2 separate regions of the Callithrix jacchus genome follow, and region 2 is linked to region 1. The links are chromatin contacts, called in public Hi-C maps. All regions are on one chromosome and are shown on one strand. Each heading gives the region's core, a stretch centred on a gene start, on an enhancer-like site or on the middle of the called end of the contact. The rest is flanking DNA. Distances are from core to core; before and after follow the strand shown. Region 1 has its middle 35 kb from the start of KIRREL1. Region 2 holds the start of KIRREL1 (kirre like nephrin family adhesion molecule 1).

What was found. Hi-C and Micro-C count contacts between places; a contact is called where the count stands out from the background.
Region 2: a Hi-C map of skeletal muscle shows a contact between it and region 1, with 3 times the contacts expected there. The contact joins the promoter of KIRREL1 here to the enhancer-like site in region 1. A contact is called at or near these places in 2 of 3 Hi-C or Micro-C datasets (induced pluripotent stem cells and skeletal muscle).

Annotation. Positions count from the first base shown.
Region 1 is chr18:18,144,736-18,151,815 of calJac240_pri, reverse strand. No RefSeq gene overlaps it. Among named protein-coding and RNA genes, the nearest start is that of KIRREL1, 35 kb to the left of the region's middle. Within about 2 kb of position 2,140, at least 2 of the 16 cell types and tissues checked have an H3K27ac peak or open chromatin away from gene starts, as enhancers often do.
Region 2 is chr18:18,178,814-18,185,669 of calJac240_pri, reverse strand. KIRREL1 (kirre like nephrin family adhesion molecule 1) reads right to left here and starts at 2,068. Exons shown (of 15, transcript XM_008984666.5): 1 at 1,985-2,068. The coding sequence starts at 2,036. LOC118149227 (a long non-coding RNA gene) reads right to left here. Exons shown (of 5, transcript XR_004736586.3): 5 at 5,987-6,856.

The DNA of each region.
Region 1 (7,080 bases), core at 891-3,390:
TAGAGTGGAACATAAAGCTTCCCAGACTCCTCAGGCTTGCTCAGGCAGAGCAGGTAGGGCTGTGGGCCCCTGGGCTAAGAATTGTACCCTTGATCATCTAAATGACAATCAGCTCATTAAGCCTCACAGTCCCCTGTGCAAGCTGATGGAGGAGGCTGGGAGCCTCAGTGGTCAGCAACAGTTCAGGGATCTCCTCCCAACAATAGCTCTGGGCTTCTACGAGGCAGTTTGAAACACTCACAGAAGACCAGCCGATTTACACACTCTCCTTCCTGCTGTTCCCTTGGCACACATTTTGTGCTGACGTGGTAGCCACAGGAACAGATGTCTCTTTGGCCTCTGGGAAGGCAGAGGAAACCCAGGCCGCATCTGAAGCTCCTCCTCTGTTTTCCGGGCCACCTGGAACCCAGGCCATGAGTCATGTAGGACTAGTGCAGAGATATGGTCCAGGAAGGCTACAAGGCGTGGGGGTGATGACAGTTGGAGAAAAGAACCAAAGGCGTTGGCAGGGAAGGGGAAGTCGAAGGATTCTCTGGCCCACCCCTCGGGTTATTAAATAGTATTATTGCTCTGGTTTTGTACTGAAGTAACGGAGGCCTGGGTTGGGGGAGTGACCTGAGCAAGGTGAATTCTTCATGTGTGTAGAGAAGATAGAAGATGGGGCAGCTCAGGCCTGCTGCAATGCCCATCGCTGCCACCTGCTTCTGACTGATGATGGTGGTGGTGGTGATGGAGAGAGGATACTGGAGAGGATGTTGTTGCCTCAGACCACGTTGACCAGTAAAGGTGAGTGTGCACACGTGTTGGTGGGTATGACCTGCTCTTCGATATTCAACTTCAGAGGTCCCCTTCTACAGGATACTGCTGCTGCTGTCACACCAAAGGGTAATCACCATGGTAGTAACAGGCTGTCACACCGAAGGGTAATCGCCATGGTAGTAACAGAGGCTGTCACACCGAAGGGTAATCACCATGGTAGTAACAGAGGCTCAGAGAGCGACGGGGAATTCACCAGGCGCCAGGCATGGCGCTCAGCGCATGACACAGATGATCACATTTAATCCTCTAGGAGGTAGTCCTTACTATTCTTCACCCATTTCATAGCTGAAGAAAGTGAAAGGTAAGTTTAGGAAACCTGCTCACAGATGTAGAGTCTTGCTTAGATTGGGTTGCTATGGCAAATACCATAGACCGCGTGGCTTAAACAACAGAAACGTATCTCTCAGTTCTGGAGGCTGAAAGTCTAAGATCACGGTGCCAGCAGACGGGGTCCTGGGCCGCTCTTCTGAGCCTCGGCAGACGGGGTCCTGGGCCCCTCTTCTGAGCCTCGGCAGACGGGGTCCTGGGCCGCTCTTCTGAGCCTCGGCAGATGGGCTCTGAGCTTCTTGCTGGACCTCTTGCTGTGTCCTCACATGGTGGAGAGGGACAGAGAGATCTTCTCTTTTGTGTATTTTAGGGCACTAATCCCATTCGTGAGGGATGCACCCTCATGACCTAATCACCTCCCAAAGGCCCCACCTTTAAATGCCGTTGCATTGGAGATTAGGGCTTAAATAAAATTGCAGGGAATGCATACATTCAGTCCATAGCGGTTCCTAAATTCACAGGACCAGAATTTGCCTGTGGGGTCATCATTAGGATTGTTCACAAATCCTTTGTTTTTCTCTCTCTCTTTTTCGCTAGGTTAGAATTTCCTGTCTCTGTTTAATTAAAGCATGACTATGGGTCTTTTTTTGACCCATAAAATGTGAGTGGCAGTGTCACTTCTGGCCAGAAGTTGTAGGAACCAAGTTATGCTCTGCCCTGTTCTCTTTACTCTTGGTCACAGAGACTAGCAATAACCTAGATAATGTTGTGCCATCAGCCCAGGTCCTGGGGGAGGAGGATGATGGGGTGAAGCAGAGCCCTCCCCTGACCCTCAAGACTGCCTAGTAAGAAATAAGCCTTTGTGGTTATAAGCCACAGAAAATGCAGGGCTGCTCACTATCACAGCAACCGGGCCCAGCCCATTTGGACTGAATTGGAGTGAGGCTTTTCTAGCGCAGAATGAAACTCAAACCTCATACTTTGCCATCTCCTCAATTTCTCCATCTGAGCTAGATATTCCCCCAGTGGGCTCAAGTAGCACTCTGGCATGGCATCAGTTACATCATATGTCCAGCCTTCTTTCCTTCATGCGACCAAGCCCACTGGGGCACACTTCTGTGTCTTTGGTGTCTGGGCATGTAACACAGAGCCTGGGACACAGGACGTGGTAAGTACATGCTCATTGAATGGAGGCCTGTAACAAAAGGATTCTGGCTCTGCCACGTTGCCCTGCAGGACAGACTCCAAGTGGCCCAGAAGGTCAGCCCACCTCTGACCCCACATTTTTGTCAGATGATGCAGGATACTTTCCGTTTCTGGTATCCTCATCCCTGGGGACTTAGCCAGGTGGCTTGGCACCTGGGGAGTCTGCCCAGCTGGCTAGCAGAATTTTTATCACCCTGTGCAGACCTCAGCAGTAAATCAGCAGGTGTGAGGAATTTACCCCAGAGAATGACCCAGCAGTGGCATGAATGAGTAATTTACAAAGCCCATTAAGGCGGCACAGAATTACTTATTTATGGGAACTTTTTGACAGATCTGCGGCTTAATCATTTATCCCTGTGAACATTTAGCCAGGGTCATTGGTAAATAATTCACTTATTACACACTCTGGAGTGGTTTATGATACTGTGACTTATGATCTCACATGAGTTCGCAGCTGGGGAATTGGAATGTGAAGGCCGGGGAGGGGAGGGGGAAGTGGAGGCCTCTGGATGCAGGCCCCCGTAGAAGGGCCATCTGCTTTAAGTCACAGGAGGATTTTAGTCCCCGGTCTAACCTTTGGGGAGACAGTGAGGGGAGGAAATAGGTATTAAAAGACTGGTCTTCACTTCAGGCAGAGCATGGACAGACTCCAGCCTCACTAGCTCTCCAGGGCCTAGTGGGGAAATCTGAATACCCCCGCCTGACATTCAAGATGCTCTAAGAACTGTCTTCATTCCTTCCCGGTCTTATCACTCATTACTTATCTCAGCAACAGCCACAGGGGCTGAGATCTAGCATATCTCCCCAAGTAAATGTCTCCCCAAGGATTTACCTGTGGCATTCCTCCTGCCTGCCCGCCCTTCTCTTCTTGTCTGCTACTTCACATTCAGCTTTCAGCTCAAAGCCCATCTCCTGCACGAAGCCTTCTTACACTACCTCAGCTACATTCGCCACCTCCATGAAGTTCTTCAAAACTTGCAAAGTGCCATGCACACATGAAACACATTACACACGCCATTGATTATCCTACTCACCTGGCTAGACTAAGTATTCCTTCAGCGCCAGGACTCAGACCCCAATGAACATGGTCCCATTGACGATAATATGAGGATGCTAATGAAGATGTTGTCAGGCTGACTTCCTCAGCATCCCATCACGGCCTCTCTTTTCTGTCCCGCATGTTCCCCAGGCCCCAAAGACAGTGGAAGCAGGTGGTCACATCTCTAAGGTTCTTCGAGGTTCTAACTGATACCATAAGTCGAGAGAAGCATTTATGTTGAGATGGAGGAGGAGTGCATTTGGACATGTCCTCCAGAGAGGAGTCAAGTTGTGGGGGAAGGAAATCCATGTGCAAGCACCGAGCTCCACCCTCTTACTGATCCATCCCAAGCCACACCTGTCTTGCCCATAATCTTCCAGGGAGACCCCATAGATTCCAAATGTGTTTCCCAGAGCTCTAGTTTAAAAAGATTAGCTTGACTTCTTGAGGTTGAAGCCAGTTAAATAAGGTCTTCTCCCTTTGTATTCATACCAACTGTTGCCAAGATTTAGAAAGATTTAGCAAGATGGCTTCCTCTTCCCACTGGAGTTTTTTTTTTTTTTTTTTTTTTTTTGAGACGGAGTTTAGCTCTTGTTACCCAGGCTGGAGTGCAATGGCAGGATCTCGGCTCCTCGCAACCTCCGCCTCCTGGGTTCAAGCAATTCTCCTGCCTCAGCCTCCCGAGTAGCTGGGATTACAGGCACACACCACCATGCCCAGCTAATTTTTGTATCTTTAGTAGAGACGGGGTTCCATCTTGTTGACCAGGATGGTCTCGATCTCTTGACCTCGTGATCCACCCGCCTCAGCCTCCCAAAGCGCTCGGATTACAGGCTTGAGCCACCGCGCCCGTCCTATATGTTGAAGTCTTAACTCCCAGTTTGACCATTTGGAGACAGAGCCTTTAGAGAGTTACTTAAGGTGAACTGAGCTCATAGGGGTACAGGATTAATCATATAGGACTAGTGTCCTTATGAGAAGAGACACCAGATCTCTCTGTCTCTCTCTCCTTCTTTTGCTTTTCATGCACACAAAGGAAAGGCCATGTGAGGACACAGCAAGAAGGTAACTGCCTGCAACCCAGGAAGAGGGAAACCAGAAACTGACCATGCTAGTACCCTAATCTTGGACTTCCAGCCTCCGGAACTATAAGGAAACCAGTTTCCGCTGTTTAAGCCACCTGGCCTATGGAGTTCTGTTACTGCAGCCTGAGCTGTCCAGACGGCTTCCTTTTGCAGGTGAAGACAATTCAGGCTCAGAGCAGAGAAATGACTTCACCAAAGTCGTCCAAATACCAGGTAGCAGGATTGGAAATGAGGACTGGATGCAAGCGTGGATGGACCAGATCCTGCAGACTCCATCCCAGGATGGAACTCCGCAGTCTAGACCCTGCATCTGGCAGTCTCCCTGCCGGCTGTCCTGCTGTGGGTTCAGGTTACCCCTTCTCTCTCAACACTGCGCTCCCAATCCAAACATACTTCACTTTGGGTCACTCCTCCCCTTCTGTCCTCTCAGTGCTTATCAGGTTCTGTGGTGCGGTGCTGCCATCTGCTGGCAGGAGGCACCTGCTGCTCTGACTGCCAGGATTCTTTCTCTTTCTCTTTTCTTTCTTTCCTTCCTTCCTTCCTTCCTTCCTTCCTTCCTTCCTTCCTTCCTTCCTTCCTTCCTTCCTTCCTTCCTTCCTCCCTCCCTCCCTCCCTCCCTCCCTCCTTCCTTCCTCCCTCCCTCCTTCCTTCCTTCCTTTTTTTCTTTCTTTCTTTCTCCCCTCCTTCCTTCCTTCTCTCCCTCCCTCCCTCCCTCCCTCCCTCCCTCCCTCCCTCCCTCCTTTCTTCTTTCCTTTTTGAGACAGAGTCTCCCTCTGTTGCCCAGGCTAGAGTACAGTGGCACATTCTTGGCTCACTGCAACCTCCGCCTCCCAGGTTCAAGCAATTCTCCAACGTCAGCCTCCTGTGTAGCTGGGACCACAGGTGCATGCCACCACACCTGGCTAATTGTTGTAAGTTTAGTAGAGACAGGGTTTTACCATGTTGGCCAGGCTGGTCTTGAACTCCTGAGCTCACGCAATCACCCGCCTCAGCCTCCCAAAGTGCTGAGATTACAGGGGTGAGCCACTGAGCCCGGCCCAGGATTTTCTTTACTATGTCTTTCTCTTATTTCCACATACCATCCACCTCTCCCTCCTAAATCCAATCCCTTTCACTCTCTCCAGTAGGCAGGTGGCTAATATGATAGGTCCCTGAATGGAAAATAAAATAAAAGGAAGCGGGTACAGAGAACTCTCTTGAGTTTGAGAAGGAAATGGATTATAAAAAGGAAAAGATGATTGATTCCCAAGGGGTGAATTCCCTGCAGAATATCAAACCAGACCCTTCCAGCCTAGGTTAGAGAGGGGGAGGTCTGAGGCAGTGGCTATGGTGCCCTTTGGCCCCTCTGACCACAAACGGGAGCACTGAAAGCCTCCCTGCATGTCCTGTGGAGGTGGCAAGAGCTCCTGGAAAGCCTGAAGGAAGAGGCTACAAAGAATAAAATGCTATCTATCTATCTATCTATCTATCTATCTATCTATCTACCTATCTATCTATCTATCTGCCTATCTATCTATCTATCTATCATTTATCTATCTTTCTATCTGTCTACCTGTCTATCTATCTATCTATCTATCTGTCTGTCTGTCTCTGTCTGTCTGCCTATCTATCTATCTATCTATCTATCTATCATCTGTCTGCCTATCTATCTATCTATCTATCTGTCTATCTGTCTATCTATCTATCTGTCTGCCTATCTATCTATCGATCTAACTGTCTGTCTGTCTGTCTATCTATCTGTCTATCTATCTATCTGTCTGTCCGTCCGTCCGTCCGTCCGTCCGTCCGTCCGTCCGCCCGCCCGCCTATCTATCTATCTATCTATCTATCTATCTATCTATCTATCTATCTGTCTGTCTGTCTGTCTGTCTGTCTGTCTGTCTATCTATCTATCTATCGATCTAACTGTCTGTCTGTCTGTCTGTCTATCTATCATCTATCTATCTATCTGTCTGTCTGTCTGTCTGTCTGTCTGTCTGTCTGTCTGCCTGCCTATCTATCAATCTATCTATCTATCTATCTATCTATCTATCTATCTATCTATCTATCTATCTATCTATCTGTCTATCTGTCTATCTATCTATCTGTCTGCCTATCTATCTATCTATCTATCGATCTAACTGTCTGTCTGTCTGTCTGTCTGTCTATCTATCTATCTGTCTGTCTGTCTGTCTGTCTGTTTATCTATCTGTCTGCTTGTCTATCTATCTGTCTATCTATCTATCTCTCTGTCTGTCTGTCTGTCTCTCTGTCTCTGTCTGTCTATCTAACTGTCTGTCTGTCTGTCTATCTGTCTATCTATCTATCTATCTGCCTGTCTATCTATCTATCTATCTGTCTGTCTGTCTATCTATCTATCTATCTGTCTGTCTGTCTATCTGTCTATCTATCTATCTGTCTGTCTGTCTGTCTATCTATCTGTCTGTCTGTCTCTGTCTATCTATCTGTCTATCTATCATCTATCTATCTATCTATCTATCTATCTATCTATCTATCTAACTAACTATCTATGAGACAGCACTCTGTTACCCAGGCTGCACGGCGTGGCATGATCACAGCTCACTGCAGCCCCGACCTCTTGGGCTCATGCCCCATTATCCTGCCTTCTCCCCCTGAGTAGCTGAGACTGCAGGTGTCATGCATGGCTAATTTTTTTTTTAAGAG
Region 2 (6,856 bases), core at 819-3,318, 34 kb before region 1:
GCTTAGCATTCCCTAGCCCCTCACTCCTTTCCAGAGGGAAAGGCACACAGCACACACTTCTTTCTGTCCCCAATTCAATCCACATGTCTCTCCTGTTTGCTAACTGCTGCTTTTGTTCCTTAAGGCTCATTTGTATCCATGTTGCTGACATGCAAGGACTGCAAGAAAGGGGCAGATGTAAGCTTGCCCCCAACGTAAACCAATACTGACCCAGGGGCCCCCTCTACCACCCCCACCATGGCCCACCCCCCTTCCTCCCCGACACCAACAACTTGGCTGAACAAAGTCAGAACTTAAGTCATCTTACCAACTTTCTGCCAAGTGGCTGGCCTGGCCTGCCAACCCCAGGGCCAGGCCTCCTCCTTTCCCCCAGCACCACCTCCCACTCTCGGCGCACACCAGAGATGTATGCCCCTCCCATATGTGTGTTGGGGGGGGCTGGCATGGGTGCCCTATGGGGAGAGATGAATCAAGACCTGCCCCCACCAACTCAGCCAAGCTCTGCCTTTGGAGCTTCTTTGGCAAGGAGAGGAAAGGTCCAGCATAACACCGAACCTACAAACGCAGGAAGGGAACTGAAAGCAGGGCAATAATGCCTGAGGCTGTTCTCAGATCCATTCCCAGACACCCCTAAAAGAGACCCCCTCCACCATCTGCAGTCGGCACTTCTCCATAGGTGTCTGCCCTTATGAATGTCGGTTCAAGTTTCTTTGTTTGCTAGAGGGTTGGTTTCTGTGCGAGCGTGTGTCCTGTCCTTGTAAACGCCTGCATACATGTACTGTGTGTAGTTGTAACGTTTGGGTGGATGAATGTATGCGCGGATCTGGGGGAGGAATCTGTCTTCCTCAGATGTCTCAGTGTCTTTGTGTATATGTGTCTGCCTCAGTGTGGGGGATGTTTGCGGGAATGTGTCTGTCTCGGTAGGTGAGTAGTCTGTCTCAGTGTCTGTGAATGTTTTACGGTGTCTGTGTGTCAATTTCTGTGTGTCAGCTCCATTTTTGGGAAGGGAAGGAGTTCAGCAGGATTCAATCTTCCTTAGAATCAGACCCAGGAGGCAAGAACCAACTCCCACAGACCCCAGTCCTTGCTGCATTCTGGACCCTTGGTTCCCTCAGCCCTCTTCCCTCCCCCAACCCCAGCCCTGCCCAGGATACACTGACATCCTCACCTCTCTCAACCACCTCCCTCACCTCCCCGCCTCTCCCCGGCCAGTTCCAAATAACCCCAGACATCAACACTTTTCCTGAGCCCAAGTAAAATGTCAGCCCCCTCTCCCCACTGCCCCCGCCCCCGCCCCCGCCCCGGTGAGTTCCCCCCTCGGTATCAAGCGGGCCTGAAGCTGTATTTGGAACTCCACTCTCCACTCAGAGCCTCCGCGGGCAGGGGTTCCAAAGCCCTTCCTCTAGAGGGAGGGGCCCCGAGACACCCCTCCCTTCCTCTAGAGGGGACATCCCCAGGCAGTCTGGAGCGGTGGTTCAGACTCGGTCCCCAGAGAGGGTGGGCTGGAGTAGAGGGATCCCCTTAGCAACATCTTCGAGAGGTGGGACCCAGCTTGCCGCTCACCCCCTCGCCCGAAATCCGAAATCCCAAACTCTTCCCAGCCTTCCCCTTAGCCTGGACTCAGGCGTCCGGAACCCGGGCCTCAGAGGACGAGGGTCGGTAGGGCTGCCAGAAGCTCGGAGAAAGCGTTCGGTTCCCCGTTTTACTCGGACCTCCAGCCCTCGCGGCCCCAATGCTCGGTTCTCCCGCGCAGCCAGAGGAAACAACTTGGGCAAATCAACGGAAAACTCATTCTCCCCAGGCCCCCGTTACTCCGCGCCTCCGCCCCCGGGGCTCTGCGCCCAGACCGAGCCCCCGCCTCGTGGCGTCCGGACCCAGAGGCTGGCCACGGGCCGCCGAGCACCCCAGCACTCCCCCAGCGGGGGCGCAGTGCCCGGGCCCAGGCGGGGAGCCGAGCGTCCGGGGGCGGGCTGGGGGCCCTTACCTTGGGAGAAAGTATCGGAGAGAGTGAGGATCCAGACGAGGAGGCTCAGCATGCTGTCCGCCCGCCGTGCGCCCGCCCGCGGCTGGGGCCCGGAGTTGGCGAGCGAGCTAGAGGAGCGGGCTGGGGAGGAGGGGAGCCCGGGAGCCCGCCCCCCGCCCGCCCGCGCCCGCCCCTACACACACACGCGCGCGCGCGCACACTCACGCGCACAAACTCACTTCCCTGCCCTCCGATTCTCTTTATCTCTCTTTCCTCCCAGTCCTTTTTCTCGTCCCGGTCGCCCTCCTCCTTTAATTATTTCTCCTTTCAAGCTTTAACTCTCAGGGTCTCTTTCGGTTTTTGCCCCCCCTTTCTCTCCCCTTCTCTTCCTTCCCTCTCTCCCCCTGCCTCCCTGCCTGTCTGCCTCCCTCCCTCCGCCTGACGTCTACTCTCCCTCCGACGGCGCCTCCCTCCACGGGCCCTCCCCCTCCCCCCCCCCAACCCTCGCGCACACACGCACACCCCTCGCTGGAACTGAGATGGAAGGAGAGCAAAGACAGAAAGGAATTGAGGGCAAAGGCAAAAGGGGTGAACAACGTGACCGTCGTGGGCTCTGGAGCAGGCACGACAGGACCCCTGCCCACCCCACCCCTCCCATTTATAGACGCAGTCTTGGTCGCGGGCTATGGAACTAAGCAGTGGAGGAGGAACACGGCTGAGGGACATAGCCTCTAGTTTAGAGGATGGGGAGTGTGTGTGTGTGTGTGTGTGTCTAGAAGTGGGGTGGGGGAGCAGGGAGTTAAATAAACATAAAGACATTTCTTTTTAAATCCCACACCCAAAGTCTAACCCCTAAATTCCCCAAATTAAGATTTCTCAGTTGACTAATGAAACCTTGGAGAGGGGAGGGGCATACCTGCCTCTCTCCCTACCCACAAAACCCAGAGCTGGAGAATCGGAGCTACCCCTTGGACCTGCCTTGAGACCCTGTCCTGGCTTCACCCAGACAAGGTCGAGCACAGCTAGGCGTTGGAGGACTTAGCAGCCTGGAAGAGGCACACTTGACTCCTTCTTTTGTTCATCTTAGCCTTCCATCCATCCCGATGGAGAAGCTAGCCAACTGGATGGCTTTGAAGGGCCAAGGCCTGGCCTCACTTCCCTGAATGCAAGCCAGAGGAGAGGACAGCCACCAGAGGATCTCTAAGCACGCTGGAGTTTGAGATCTTTTGGGATAGGAACGGAGGAACTAGGAAGGAAGAGCATTCAGGAAGGATCTCCACTTTCTTAAGGGCCCAGTTTGGCAACCAGCTCCTCTTCTCACCCCTAACCAGATGCTTCTGCTCACAGGGTTGCTGGGAATGCTGGAGGGTCTGGACCCTAGGGAATGAACAGAGGAGTCGCAGGAATTGCGCAAGTTTACAGTAATGTGCTGGTCTAAAGAGGTCTCCACCTCCCTCCTCCCAGATACCAGAACTCCTGGGTCTCTAACACTCCCCGCGAAGATTTCTTAATTTCTGCCCCCTGAAAGTAAGTGCATGGCTCTCTGGTGCCCTCTGCTGATATGTAGCGGCCACAGCTCCTCTTTCCTCCACAGATCCTAACACCGGCCTGCGGTCCACACACAACTAGAGGACAGAAAAAGGCAGGAAAACACCCAAGCTCACAAGCCCCGTATGCACAGACCCAGAGAATTCCTAATATGTTCCAAAGCACAGGCAAACACACGGTTTAAGAACAGGGCCATACCTTGTCCAGAGAAATAGGACTGCAATCTCATACATACACAGACACCAACTCGCAGACAAATAGGGCTTTTCAGTTCATTAATCATACATGCCACAGAAAGTTCTTCAGCTCCAGGCTGCTATTTTCCAGTCACCAATCTAGGCTTTGGGGAGACAATAATGAAAAAAGAAATGGACAAAGTCCTTCCCTTTAATGTTCTGGAGGAAAGTGAGAGGCAGTAGAAAAAATATAAAATACACTAGGTTATGGTAAATGCTGTGGGAGACAAAGCAGAATACGGATTAGGGAGAGGGAGAAGGACAGGAAGTCAGAGAAAGCCGTTTTGCTAAAGCCACTTTTGGGCACAGACCTGAAGGAATTGAGGGTTCAGCTACTCAGGCATCTGAGGGAAGAAAGCAGCAGGCAGATGGTAATAGCAAATGCAAAGGCCCTGAGGCAGGGTGCTCTGGACATGTCAGCAAGATAGGCTTTTCTCCTTTCCACTCCACATGATGGGGCATGGAGAGGAAGTCCAGGGTGACCCTGACTTAGGAAAGTATTGTGTGTGTGTGTGTGTGTGTGTGTGTGTGTGTGTGTGTATGTGTGGGTCTTTGTTTGTTTGTTTTTCAGATGGAGTCTCATTCTGTCACCCAGGCTGGAGTGCAGTGGCACAATCTTGGCTCACTGCAACCTCCATCTCCTGGGTTCAAGTGATTCTCGTGCCTCTGCCTCCCGAGTAGCTGGCATTACAGGTGTGTGCCACCACATCCAGCTAATATTTTTATTATTAGTAGAGATGGGTTTTTGCCATGTTGGCCAGGCTGGTCTTGAAACCGTAACCTCAAGTGGTCTGCCTGCCGTGGCCTCCCAAAGTTCTGGGATCACAGGCATAAGCCACCACACTTGGCCTAGGAAAGTATCAATTTTTAAAAAGTCTTTAATCAAAGGAAGGGAATATTCTCAGCTCAGTGCTTCCTGCCTAATCTCCACCTCTGGTATCAGGCTTGATAGCTATTCTTTTTCTTTTTGAGATGGAGTTTAGCTCTTGTTACCCAGGCTGGAGTGCAATGGCGCAATCTTGGCTCACCGCAACCTCTGCTTGGTTCAGGCAATTCTCCTGCCTCAGCCTCCTGAGTAGCTGGGATTACAGACATGCGCCACCATGCCATGCCCAGCTAATTTTTTGTATTTTTAGTAGAGATGGGGTCTCACCATGTTGACCAGGATGGTCTCAATCTCTTGACCTCATGATCCACCCGCCTCAGCCTCCCAAAGTGCTGGAATTACAGGCTTGAGCCACCGAGCCTGGCCCGATAGCTATTTTTTTTTTTTTTTTTCATGAGAATAGACTGGGTTATTAAAGCTTTTGGAGTTTTGTGGGCCTTCCATTTTACCTAGAAACCCTAGAAACAGAGGAGCCAAGTCTCTAGTTCACTAGTGGCCAAAACAACAATCTGGCCTGTCTCCTCTGGTCCTTTAGCTCTCTTCTTTCCTCCCCCTTTCCTTTAATTTCAAATCCTCACCAGCTCAGTCCACCGGAAACTCACATCTTTGGAATCTCTTCCATATAAGCCATCCAGCATCCCAGATCCCAGAGCTTAAGGCCCCATAGACCTCAGCCCCAGCTAGTGGTCCTCAGCACCTGCTGTGCATAGCATCTCCTGAGGGCCTTATATTTTATTTTATTTTTGAGATGGAGTTTTGATCTGTTCCCAGGCTAGAGTGCAGTGGCATGATCTCAGCTTACTGTAACCTCCATCTTCCGGGTTCTAGCCATTCTCCTGTCTCAGCCTCCCAAGTAGGTGGGATTACAGGCGCATGCCACCACACCTGGCTAGTTTTTGTATTTTTAGTACACACAATGTTTCACCATGTTGGCCAGGCTGGTCTCGAAGTCCTGACCTCAGGCGATCCACCCGCCTTGGCCTTCCAAAGTGCTGGGATTACAGGTGTGAGCCACCATGCCTGGCCCTGAGGGCTTTTTACAAAACACCAGTACCATGACCTCATCCCTAAAGATGAATTGTTCTGGGGTGAAGTCCAAGCATCAGTATTTTCAGACATAGCCCCAGGTGATTCTAGTAGACAGCCAGGGTGGAGAACTATTCAGCTAAGCAAATCCCTGCTTTCCAGACACTGTCTTTGGCAAGCCTGCACACCACCAAGAGTCCTGCCTGCTTCTCTCCTCTAGCATTTCTTTCTTTCTTTTTTTTTTTTTTTTTTAATAGAGACAGAGTTTCGCTCTTGTTACCCAGGCTGGAGTGCAATGGCGCGATCTCTGCTCACCGCAACCTCCGCCTCCTGGGTTCAGGCAATTCTCCTGCCTCAGCCTCCCGAGTAGCTGGGATTACAGGCACGCGCCACTATGCCCAGCTAATTTTTTGTATTTTTAGTAGAGACGGGGTTTCACCATGTTGACCAGGATGGTCTCGATCTCTTGACCTCGTGATCCACCTGCCTCAGCCTCCCAAAGTGCTGGGATTACAGGCTTGAGCCACCGCGCCTGGCTCTCCTCTAGCATTTCTACTGCTTATTGCCAATCTTGTATCACCCTCCCTTCCTGGGGGGAACCCCAATTAAGCTGCCCCAGCTTTGCTCCATCCTCATCTCTCTGACACCAATGCTTACAATTTGGTCTAGTGGAATTAACTGAGTCTCCTGGAATCTAATAACAGAGCTCATCAAACTGCAGACACCCTGGGGCTGAGTCCTTAGTATCAGTCAGATGATCCAAAGATAAACTTCTGTCTTTTACATCAGACTGGACATACCTTCCTAGGACAGGATACCTGCCTCCCCTATCAAACTTGGGGATTCTTGGTGGGGGGCAAGGAATATGCATGTCTCCCCAGTCTGGAGCTCCCTGAGGGCACAGCAAAAGCTGGGTAAGCCCCTCCCTGGCAGAGTAGTTGATAGCGAAGCACATGAGCTCTGAAACTACACAGGGATTTAAATCTAGGTTCTGCCCCTTCCTTTCTGCGTGGCCTTAGACATTTTATGTGGTTAACATCTGTAGTTCTTGTTTTTCTCATATGAAAACGGGGATAATAGCAGCACTTACATTACGGGGTAGTTGTGAGGATTGAGTTCATATCCAGACAGCTCTTAGAATAACGCCAGGCATACAGTGTATGCTCAGTAAATGCTAGCTGTGATTATTTTTCAGTT